Linked DNA regions of Mus musculus: region 1 is linked to region 2. The links are chromatin contacts, called in public HiChIP or PLAC-seq maps. All regions are on one chromosome and are shown on one strand. The core of a region is the stretch at or near the end of the contact, and the rest is flanking DNA. Distances in the headings are between cores, read along the strand shown. Region 1 has its middle 6.9 kb from the start of Gm34853. Region 2 overlaps Gm34597 (a long non-coding RNA gene).

Region 1 (5,726 bases), core at 2,864-5,363, 190 kb after region 2:
TGTCAGTCTAGGCAAAACGACAGACACCTGCCCACAGTTATACCCGCCCGTACTCCTCAGAGCAGCCCTTATTTTCATACAGGTGGGCTGGGCTGATGGGGAAACAAATGAACTCAATTAGCACTCGGCATAGTCCCATGGTGCAGACAGAAGGTTCCAGAAAAAAAAAGAGAAGCAAATACTCATCCTGGCAAACAAGGGGTTTCACAGAGCCATGGTGATTCCACCATCAAAACACAGACGCTCATCACTATAGAACCTCCTCCCCCCCAAAGTCCAATGATCAATACTGTGCTCGCTGGACCTTTTAAAGGACCATTTAGAAATGCCCGTCTCTTTAAAACTTGAGTATAGATCCTGAAATGCCACTATGAAGCCATAAATGGGTACTTAAGTCCTAAGTATATAGGCCTAAGTGTTTTCAGGAACTGGGATAATCTGTCCCTGAGTGCTGTCATGCACAAACCAGACAAATGCGCTTTCTTGGGATCCAAACTCTCATAGTATTAGTACTGACCTAAGAACCCCCAGATTTATTTCCCCAGATAGATTCATTTATAGGAAGACCAAGTTCAAACCACCACACTGCACATGCAAATGCAAACCAACCAGGGCAGTTTTATTTGAGCGTGGAACTGTGGAGCAGCGGCAGAGACTTGAACTTCTGGGCGCTGGTGTTTCTTTCTTTCCTGAGCCAGGGAGCGGGATGCTAGCCAAGAGTCCGGGAAGAAAACCAAATGATTGTACTGGGGCCTGTACCGTTGTTTGAAACGTACAGAGGAAGAGAATGGGAGGATATATGCATACAGATATAAAATCCTTGACTTAGACAACTTCAGCATGTGTGTTCTTTGCTGAGTTCTGAACTGGATGCAATCCTTAGCTAAAACGGAGTCTTAGAAGATGATATTTACATGGTAAGGAATGTAAGCCAGGCACAGATGGTTTCCCCACACCTCTACGTCCAGTACTTAGAATGCTGAGGCAGGAGGCTCGGAAGTTTGAGCCTAGCCTGAGCTATATAGTAAGAGCATTTGCAGGAAAGTAACAAAGCAACAAATAGAGAGGGAGAAAAAAAAACAGAATATCCCAAATCTCATACCAGAACAGTTTGGAATTTTTCTTCCTCTGTTGTTCGTTCTCAAGGGCAGGTGAGGTGGGTCCAGGGTTGACCACATGTGCCGCCGAAGCCTGTGGACCTGAACCAATGGTGGAAGGAGTCCCAGGGTTGACCTCTGACCTCCACCCACGTACCATGGCATATGTGTGTGTGTATACATATATATGCACACACATACACAATATGCTCAGACACACAAATAGAAAATAAATAATAATAAAATAAAAATTGTTCAAAGCAGTTCTCAGTTGTAGTTACACTGAAAAGCTATTGGTTGAAATCTTTCACCTCTCTTCCGCCAGCTGTAGTAGCAACTTCTTACTTCCCTGATTTCTTCCCTAACGTGTTGCCTATGAGGCTAGGGGAGAGTTCCTTCTCATTTCTCCCTATTGGACTACTTTCACAATGCGAATGCGTTACTGTTCCCTTTCAGAACCAGAGCGTCATCTTCCGAGACTGCTTGGGTCCACCCTGTGGTTGCATGTGTGTTTATCAGCATTAGCCATGTAGCCATCATAAAAATACATATTTATTTTTTATAGTCTCGGGGCTGGCAAGCCCAAGATCAGGGGCCTCATATCTCATGAGTATCCTCGTGGATTACTGACTCTAATGGAGGGCAGAAAGCAATACAGCAATACAGAACAAGAGAAGGAAGTGGAACTTTTCCATTTCCCGGGCCCCCACTCCATGAAAACCAACCCACTACTCTGTTAATGAAGGCACAGTTCTTGCAGGGTCCTTCTTCTCACCGTGGTTGCTCTGGGATTGTTTCTTACTCATGGGTGGTGGTGAACACATTCAAACCTTAGCAAATTCTAAGAACTGGACCACTGAAGGGTTTTTGCATATTTGGGCTACCTGCTTCCTGTCAGTTGACACCACTATGCGCTCTCTCTCTCTAGCAAAGCCTGCCTGAACGCATCACATCCCCCACTGATCCACTGCCCTCCTGTCTCCTCTCCGTAGATGAAGGAGAGTGAAGCGCTTGCTTTTCTGGATAGTTGGGTTGGTGCTGGGTCCTTGGATGAGGTTTGCTCACGGAGGTGGGTGGGGTTTTCATGGGACTCGGGGTGTCTGCCTGTGTCAGTTTGGTTACACGCCCACGCTCCTTCAGAGAAGAGGTGTGATGCATACTGAGGTGGATGCCAGCTCAGCAGAATGTAGAGCCACGTTCATTCTGCTCCCAGCTACTTGTTCCTAGAAAGTTGCATCAAAGTGATTCTGCCACTGCTCTCCCTGTAATTTCAGAAATCTGTCTCATATTCAAGTTAACATCCTCTTCCTCCCCCTCCCCGACTCTCCCTCCTCCTCCTCCTTCTCCTCTCTATTCACATTCTTCCAAAATGGGGAAGTGGAGGGGTGTGAGTACTGCACTTGAACCCATCTCTTCCCAACTCTATATCGCCACCAACAATCCAAGTGGACTCTCTCTCCTGATGTCACTGTTTTCCCCAAGGATAGAGAGCAGGGAATGCCTAGGAATGGTTTTGTCTCCCCAAACCTTGACAGATCCTGTTGCTGGTGAGGACAAGGTAGGAAGGGCATTGAAGAAATCTGTGGCCCGGGGATCTTTGATAGCACAGAGACTGATTTCATTTGCTCTGAAGCTGGAACTGGGAGTCCTCGTGTGCCCAGGGCTCCTCTGTCCTCTCTCCTCACACAAACCAGTTTCCCAGCATTCTGCAAAAGCAGCTCATGAGCCACAAGAAATCCTACATAGGAGACTGTCTTGGAAAACAAAGATAAATCTAAAGTTCTGGTGTGGAGAGAAGTAGAAGAAGGCTAGCAGGGGAAGGTGGGTGGGGTTAAGGGAGGGTAATGGCAGTGGGGGGCCAAAGTACATCATCTGTTGGTAGGAAAATGTCTTCATGAAACTCCATATTTTGTACAATAACTACAAGCTAACAAAGGGGTAGTAGTGGTGCTAGTGGTGTCACATGCCTTTAATCCCAGCACTTAGGAAGCATAGACAGGTGGACCTCTGAGTTTGAAGCCAGCCTGCTCTGCAGAATGAGTTCCAGGACAGCCAGGCCAACATAAAGAAGCCCTGTCCCAAAAAAATAAAGAAAGAGGGAAGGGGAGGGAGATGGGAGAAAGAGGAAGGAGAGGGGAGGAGAGGGAAGAGAAGGAAGAGAAGAGAAGAGAAAAGAAGAGAAGAGAGAAAAGAAGAGAAAAGAAAGGAGAAGAGAAAGGGAAGGGAAGGGAAGAGAAGGGAAGGGGAGGGGAGGGGAGGGGAGGGGAGAGGAGAGAAGAGAAGAGAAGAGAAGAGAAGGAGAAGAGAAAGAGAAGAGAAAGAGACGAGAAAGAGACGAGGAAGAGACAGGAAGAGACGAGGAAGAGACGAGGAAGAGAAAGAGAAGAGAAGAGAAGAGAAGAGAAGAGAAGAGAAGAGAAGAAAAGAAAAGAAAAGAAAAGAAAAGAAAAGAAAAGAAAAGAAAAGAAAAGAAAAGAAAAGAAAAGAAAAGAAAAGAAAAGAAAAGAAAAGGTTTCCCATTGGAGAAGTCCTGGATTCCAAGCTCAGAGGACACTGTGCACACAGAGCTGCGAATGCTGTTCTGTACTCCTTGGATCAGCTTCTTTCTTGTCTTGAAAGGACCGCAGGTCTCATCGTGCCCAGGTGTCTGGCGAGGAGAAAGATCAATGTGGAGTAAGAAGAGTATCATTCACATTACTCATTTCATAGTGAGGTCAAATAACTTCTCAAACAGCACACCGGAAGTGGATGAACTACAGGTCACGTCTAACTTTTGCCAGCGCTCTCCTACTCTGCACTCTTGACCTCCAAGGTCAAGACAGAGAAATGCGGAGAGGTCCATCGGCTACCCACATGACCTACCCGAGTGAGCCAGGCCAGCTCTGGGCAGACACTCCCTGTCACGTCCCACAGCTAGATCAGTGTGGCCAAAGGGTGACACACGTCACAGCGTCTGACACCCTCATCCCTTTGCCTCGGTTTACAAACCTGAGCTCTGGGGCGCACAGGCAAACCTCATTGAAGCTCCGTGCAGTTAACACAGACTTCCGCTTGCGACAGGTTTCCTTCCCACACTGGCTGTGGTTTTTCTCTTCCGGTCCCTGACCCCTTTCTTCTTTTGTTTTACGCTAAAAGCTTTAGCCGGAAAACGTAGAGCCAAAGGAATGGAATAAACGTTAGCTTCAGCCTACAAAAAAGGAGTCCTTAATAGTGGATGTGAGAAAGTACTTCACTGAATAACCAGTTCGTCCTGAATTATTTAGATAATCTTTTATTTCATTTTATTTCTGGAAGCTCAGACACAGAACAAAAGCATGCCCTGGGCTAAATGCAGAGACAAAAGTGCAGAGTGTTTTGTTTTGTTTTGTTTTGTTTTGTTTTGTTTTGTTTTGTTTTGTTTTGTTTTGTTTTGTTTCTGAGTCCTGCTCCACCTGCTGAACTTCATGCCCTCCTAGCTTTGAGACCAGAAGAATTCAGACCTGTGGGAGAATGCATTCTACGAAGGGAATCAGAGTCAACCTCTATGCCTGGGAAGTACTGACCAATTGGTCCCAAAATTGGCCTAGGCTTTCTCAGTGAACGCAGGAAATCTTGTAGCCTAGGATAGCCCTCAGTCCAGGCAAACTGAGTTGTTGACCATCCTGGGACACACAGGGGTTCTGTGGGAAATGCAGGGGTTCTGGGGGATGGGCATACCAGCCTTTGGGTTCTTTTCCTTCAGCTGGTTTTTGTTTGTTTGTTTGTTTTTTGTTTTTGTTTTGTTTTGAGACTGTTTTGTTTTATAGCCCAAGCTAGCCTCAAACTCACCAACCTCCTGCCTCAGCTACCTGAGTGCTAGGTATCTACCACTGTCTCATCCTACCTTAGCAGAAGTAGAGTAATCCAGAACCCTGGTGGGCCTGATGCCCCATGCGGATACAAGGGGAAGATGCTGTGTGCAGAAGGTAGGGTGTCTAAATGTACCCATTAAAATGTTCTCCTACTGCTCTGATGTATATATGTGCATTAGCGTATATATAATCACACAAGTCCAACCTGACAACTGCAGAATTTTTTTAAAAATAAAAACGACAAGAAGGAAGTCCTTAGTACGCATAATCGTTTTGAGACTTCAAGGTTTTAATATAACCTTATGCCTAAGAGCTAACCATGCTAGTCTTTTCCAGGATAAAGATCGATAAAATGAGGCTGTGAAGCTATCTTTCACTTAACAATATAGGATCAAAGCTGTGTCAACAAGGATGCTTTTATGACGTCATTTCAATGAGCACCACAGAATATTCCACATCGCACCAATAGCACAGTTTACACAACTTTGATTTAGTAGCATGTTTCTGCTGCTTTTAATAATCCTTCCAGTGTTATCACTGTCTAAGTGCTGAAGACCCGGTGATATATTTAGCACGAGGGTAGAGCTTTGTGCCTCGCTTGGCGCTTGGATCCAAGCTCAGTGAAGAGACAGGGAAAGCTTCAAGGATGTGTGGCTAAGTCAGCTCCCAGAAGGATCTCACAGAGCTGTGAGCAAAGCCACGTCTTACTCCTTCCACTGTCACCAGGCCCCAGACCTAGCCAAAGTCTTATGACTGGGGTGTGGCTTCCAACACTAAAGTCCCAAGTGCAAACTGTGGG
Region 2 (5,688 bases), core at 2,588-5,087:
ACAGGAAGCTGTATCTGATATCCTTCCAAACAAATGAGGCTGCTACTTCCCACCCACTAGGATGGCTATTCTCAAAAGAGAAAAAGAAAACAGAAAGTAACAACTGGTCCGGAGACTGTGGAAAGGCTGTGCATCGGGGTGCCGGAATGTAGAATGCCGCAGCTGCTTGGGAAACAGTTTGGCAGGTCCCCCAGCAAGTTAAATATAGAATCTAGCGATGAACATATGATCCAGCAATTCCACTCTCAGTCACCCAGAAGAATCAGAGAGCGATGCAAGCAGGTTCCTGCTACCATGTTCCCAACAGCATCACACACAGCAGCCAAAAGGTGGGAGAACCTAAATGTCTAGCAATAGTTGAGGAGCTGAACAAAATGTCTGTGGGTAATGCAAGCATGTGTATATGCATGGTTGTACCTCTCTATATTTCTATGTGTGGGATAACATGCTTCCTTAAAAGGAGATTGTGAAATGTAAATGAGCTAAATACCTAATAAAAATGGAAAAAAAAAGGAGATTGTGATACATGCTCTAATACAGGGGTAAATCTTGAAAACACATGATATGTAATAAACCAGGCATGTGAGAGCTAAGATTAGGGGGCTGGTGAGATGGCTCAGTGGTTAAGAGCACTGACTGCTCTTCCAGAGGTCCTAAGTTCAAATCCCAGAAGCCACATGGTGGCTCCCAACCATCCGTAAGGAGATCTAATGCCCTCTTCTGGTGTGTCTGAAGACAGCTACAGCGTACTTACACATAATAATAAATAAGTCTCTGGGCTGGAACAAGTGGAGCCAGAGTGAGCAGAGGTCCTGAGTTCAATTCCCAGCAACCACATGATGGCTCACAACTGTACAGCTACAGTGTACTCATATACATAAAATAAATAAATCTTTTTTAAAAAAGAGCTAATATTCTATAAGCCTATCAATATAAGGTGTTCGCACAGGAAAACTATTACAGATGGGCCAACAGTGGTGGAGTTACTTGATGGCTACAGAGTCTCAGTTTAGAATGATGGAAGCTTGCAGATATGGAAACAGTGACATCTGCCCAGTAGTGACAATCCACTCAGCGCTGTGGAGTTGTACTCTTAGAAGCAATTGCATAGTTCGGATTCACTCAGAGGCACTCACAGCCCAACAGAGAGTGGAGCCTGAGAACTCTTATGGAAGAAAAGGAAGAAAGATTGCAGTCCCAAAGGAGATGGGAACTCTACAGGAAGACCAATAGAATCCTCTAACCTGGACCCTTGGGGCTCTCAGAGTTTGAACTACCAACCAAAGTATATACATGGACTGGATCTAGGCTTCCCTGCTCATATGTAGCTTGGTCTTCATGTGGGTCCTAAATAACTGAAGCAGGGGCTGTCCCAAAGGCTTTTGCCTGCATGTGGGATATGCTCTACCAGCTGGGCTGCCTTGTCTGGCATCAGTGGGAGAGAAGTAGCCTAGATTCACAGAGACTTGATGTATCAGGATGGGGGCATACAGGGGGGGGGGCGCACCCACTCAGAGGAGAAGGGGAGGGGGGATAGGGGCAAAGATTATAGGAGGGGGTGACCAGGAGGTAAAGTGATTAAGTAAGATAATAAATAAAATAAAATAAATACTTTAAAAAAATTCAGTCAGAGAAATCAGACAAGAAAACCAAGGGAAAAGGGATACAAGTACAAAGGAAAGGAAGAAGTTCAAGTGTGTGTGACTGCAGATGATGCGATCTTATGAATGGAAGCCTGCAAACACTTCACCAAGAAAATGCCTAGAAGTGCCAGACAAAGTCAGCAGCAAACTATGCTGTCGGCCTACAAAATCAAGAACTTCTAAGATATATTGGCATGAAAATTACCGAGAATGTTTAAAAGCCCTGTTATCAACAGCTTTCCCTCTAAAATAAAATCGTTAAGAATCAGCATATCCAAAGAGATGGAAGATCTCTATTGATGAAACTATGCAGCACTAAAGGAGGAGTTTGGAAGAATTGAAGACAGAAAGACATCGGATGTCCATGGATTGGCAGAACTACTATTGTTCTATTGTTAGTACGGTCACACTAGCAAGTGCAAAGTGCGGGTTCCACGAAATCCTTCAGAACTCACGAAGTTCTCTATAGAGCTAGAAAGAACAACCCTGAAATGCATTTTGCAGCATAAAATACCCAAAGATAAATAAAATACTCAGACATAGCAATTCTGAGTAAAAAATAGCTATGATGCTGGAAGCATTTCACTCTCTGGATGTCAAATCATACTACTGTGTAGTACTGTAGTCATAGTAACAAAACCTGAGTTACAGGCACAAAACAGACATTTAGAACAACATAACAGAGTGAAGAAATAAACTCATCCATCCACGGTCACCTGTCTGTCTGTAGTCAGAGGTGCCCCCCACACACACTGGAGAAAACACAGCTCTTTGACAAACTGGTGGAAAAAAACCCTGTATATCCTCATGTCAAAGGTGGGAGCTAGAGCCATACTCTTACCCTCTACAAAAATTGATTAAATGGATCAAAGACCTTAACCTACAACTTGAAATTTTGAAAGTGGAACAGGGGTGCTGGAGAGATGGCTCAGTGGTTAAGAGCACTGACTGCTCTTCCAGAGGACCTGAGTTCAATTCCCAGCACCCACATGGTGGCTCACAACCATCTATAATGGGATCTAGTGCTCTCTTCTGGTGTGCCTGAAGACAGCAGCAGTGTACTCATAAAATAAATAAATCTAAAAAAAGGAAAGTACTTCAGGAAAATAATAAAAAACACTTCAAGATTTTGGCACAGGAAAAATTTTCCTAACTAGAACTCTAGTAACACAGGAAATAATTCCAGAACTGGTCACTAGGGCTTCATAAGTGAAATAGTTTCTGCACAACAGAAAATATAGCAGAGTGAAGAGACTGCTTAGAAAGTGGGAGAAAAAATTTCCTAGCTATTCAACTGACTGACTGACCCTTAAGATTCACAATATATAAAGAGTTAAGGAGATACAACACTACACAACCAAACAATTCAGCTATCAATGGGCACATGAACTGAACAAAGACTTCTGAAAAGAAGCATGAACTGACAATAATCACCTAAACAGTGGTTCTCAACCTGTGGGTCATGACCCCTTCAGAAGTAGACTGATCCATTCACAGGGGTTGCATGTCATATCCCCTGCATATCAGATATTTACTTTATAATTCATATATAACAAAACTATAGTTACAAAGTTGCAACAAAAATAATTTTATGGTTGGGAGTCACCGCAACATAAGGAACTGTATTAAAGGACTGCAGCATTGGGAAGATTGAGAATCACTGATCTAAAGAAATGTTCAGATTCTTTCAGTGTCAGGGAAATGCAACTCAAAACTGAGATTCCATCTCACCCATTGGCATAGCTGTCATAAGGAAAACAAACCAGGATGGGGCAGGGCTGGAGACCCGGCTCAGTAGTCAAGAATGCACACTGTTCTTCCAGAAGACCAAAGTCTAGCTCACAGCACCCACATTGGGTGGCTCACAACATCTTCTGACACCAGGTCCAAGGGATCGATGCCTTTTCCTGGCCTCTGAGGACCCCTCCACTCACATGCACATATCCAAACACAGGCACGCACACACACATAATTAAAAACAAATCTTCAAGGATGCACATTCTTGCAATATTAAGAATTGCACACGTCCCAGCAATAACTTTAAAAAATATAGAAAACAAATATCAACAGATCCTGAAAAACTGTGGGAGGTGGGGATAGAAAGCCTTCTACACTGAAGGTTAGAATGTCAAGTACATCAGCCACTGTGGAACCAGTGGGAGGTTCCTTGAGATGCTAAAAATAGAACGATGGTGACTATTCAGCTGTACTGCTCCTGGGTGTATCCCCAGAGACTTCAAAGTCAGCAGTACAGCAGAGAGACTTCCAACACCTGCACTTATTGTGACATGATTCACCATACTGCAGTTATGGAATCCACAGATGGACGGATAAACAGCACGGGCGCTGTTGAGCAACGAAGAATCAAATCATACCACTTGTAGGAAAATGGATTGGCCTCCAAGCAGAGTAAGCCAGACTCAGATAGATATCATGATGTTATTTCATGTGTGGACTCTAGAGGGGAGATAGATAAAAAGAAGATGGCGTGAAAGTGGGTGGCATATACTAAAGATGAGAAAAGTGGTGTGAGGAGGGAGGAGAGAGAGGAAAGGTGTCAGCAAGTATGATCGATGTGCGTTATCTGTACGTCTGAAATCGGATGGAAGCCATTATTTTATACAATTAAGAGGCACTGTGTCAGTCATTCTTTCTTGTGGCTAGGACCAACTTCCTCAATGAACCAGTTTATGGGGCTGGACACATGGCTCAGGGATGAAGAGTGCTCGCTGCTCTTCCAGAGGACCTCAATCTGGTTCCCAGTAATCAGGCAGCCCAAAAAGTCCCTAGAACGCCTGCTCTAGAGGATCTGATGCCCTCCTATAGCCTCTCTGAGCACACACAGACACGTGGTATGTACACAGAAGACATGCAGATGTACATTTTAAAGAACAAATTTAAAGGAGGAAAAACAATGTGCTTGCATCATGGTTTCAGAAGTTTTAGTCCCTGGTTCTTGGCCCCATGCATTTGAGCAGAACATCGGGAGCAGAGAGAGAGAGAAGAAGGTATTATAGACGATAATGTTCAAAGACACCTCTCCCAGGGGCCTAACTCCTCCAACCAGGTTGTATTTCCTAAACTATTCATCTCCTTCTATACGGAGCCACCAGCTAGAGCCCAGAAGATCAACACATGGGCCTACCAAGGCTATGTCATATTCAAACCGTAGAACATGCCAATCATTTTTTATGTGGTTACAAGAATGCTACAAACTAGAGTTCCTGTGAGACCTTTCTCAGAATTGACAAGACCTGGGCCAAGGATGAAAAAGCTACCCAGTGGTAGATTTTATGTATATTCATTAGCATAGTGAAACAAAGAAAAAAAATCCAAAAGCAGTATGTGTGGGACCAGAAGCAGACAACCCCTCTCAGGTATGTTCCGCCCCGACATTGTGCTAAATGCTCTTCTCAACTTCTCAAGGTGCATTGTAGCTTACAAATGACATCCAAGCTCTCTGTCTCCATCTTGATGTCATGTGGGGGGGGGGGGTGGAGGGAGACCACTAATCCTCCTAAAAACTGACATAAATGAGACTCAAAGACTTCAGCTCATCAAGTTCTTGTCATTAGCCAGTAGTTCAGCCAGCCCCGGCCTTCACCCAGGCCCTTGCACTGTCGAGTCTCTATCTGTCTCTTCAGTTTATTTGCCATGTCAGTGCCCTTCAGGAAAACTGCAGTGAAGCACCTGCCTAGCAACCCTGGTAAGGCTGACCTGAGAAACCCTGAAAAACTCTGGCCCAAAGGAATGTATCTTAGTCAGGGTTTCTATTGCTGTACAAAAACATCATGACCAAGAAGCAAGTTAGGGAAGAAGGGGCTTCATTCAGCTTACACTTCCACGTTACTGTTCATCACCAAAGGAAGTCAGGACAGGAACTCACACAGGACAGGAACTTGGAGGCAGGAGCTGATGCAGAGGCCATGGAGGGGTGCTGCTTATTGGCTTGCTTCTCCTGGCTTGCTCAGCTTGCTTATAAAATCCAGGACCACCAGTCCAGGGATGGCACTACCCACAATGGGCTGGGCCCTCCTCTACTTGA

What was found. HiChIP or PLAC-seq counts read pairs in DNA pulled down with a chosen protein or histone mark.
Region 1: a contact with region 2 is called in an H3K27ac HiChIP or PLAC-seq map of large pre-B cells, with 2.1 times the contacts expected there. The contact joins two enhancer-like sites. A contact is called at or near these places in 1 of 484 Hi-C or Micro-C datasets (nephron progenitors) and 6 of 115 datasets of contacts at active chromatin or transcription factors (the HPC-7 cell line, T-cell acute lymphoblastic leukemia, bone marrow-derived macrophages and 3 more).

Annotation. Positions count from the first base shown.
Region 1 is chr8:35,426,783-35,432,508 of GRCm38.p6, forward strand. No RefSeq gene overlaps it. Among named protein-coding and RNA genes, the nearest start is that of Gm34853, 6.9 kb to the right of the region's middle. Within about 2 kb of position 4,114, at least 92 of the 459 cell types and tissues checked have an H3K27ac peak or open chromatin away from gene starts, as enhancers often do.
Region 2 is chr8:35,237,269-35,242,956 of GRCm38.p6, forward strand. All of the region lies in intron 1 of Gm34597 (a long non-coding RNA gene), which reads right to left. Among named protein-coding and RNA genes, the nearest start is that of Gm34597, 5.4 kb to the right of the region's middle. Within about 2 kb of position 3,838, at least 8 of the 459 cell types and tissues checked have an H3K27ac peak or open chromatin away from gene starts, as enhancers often do.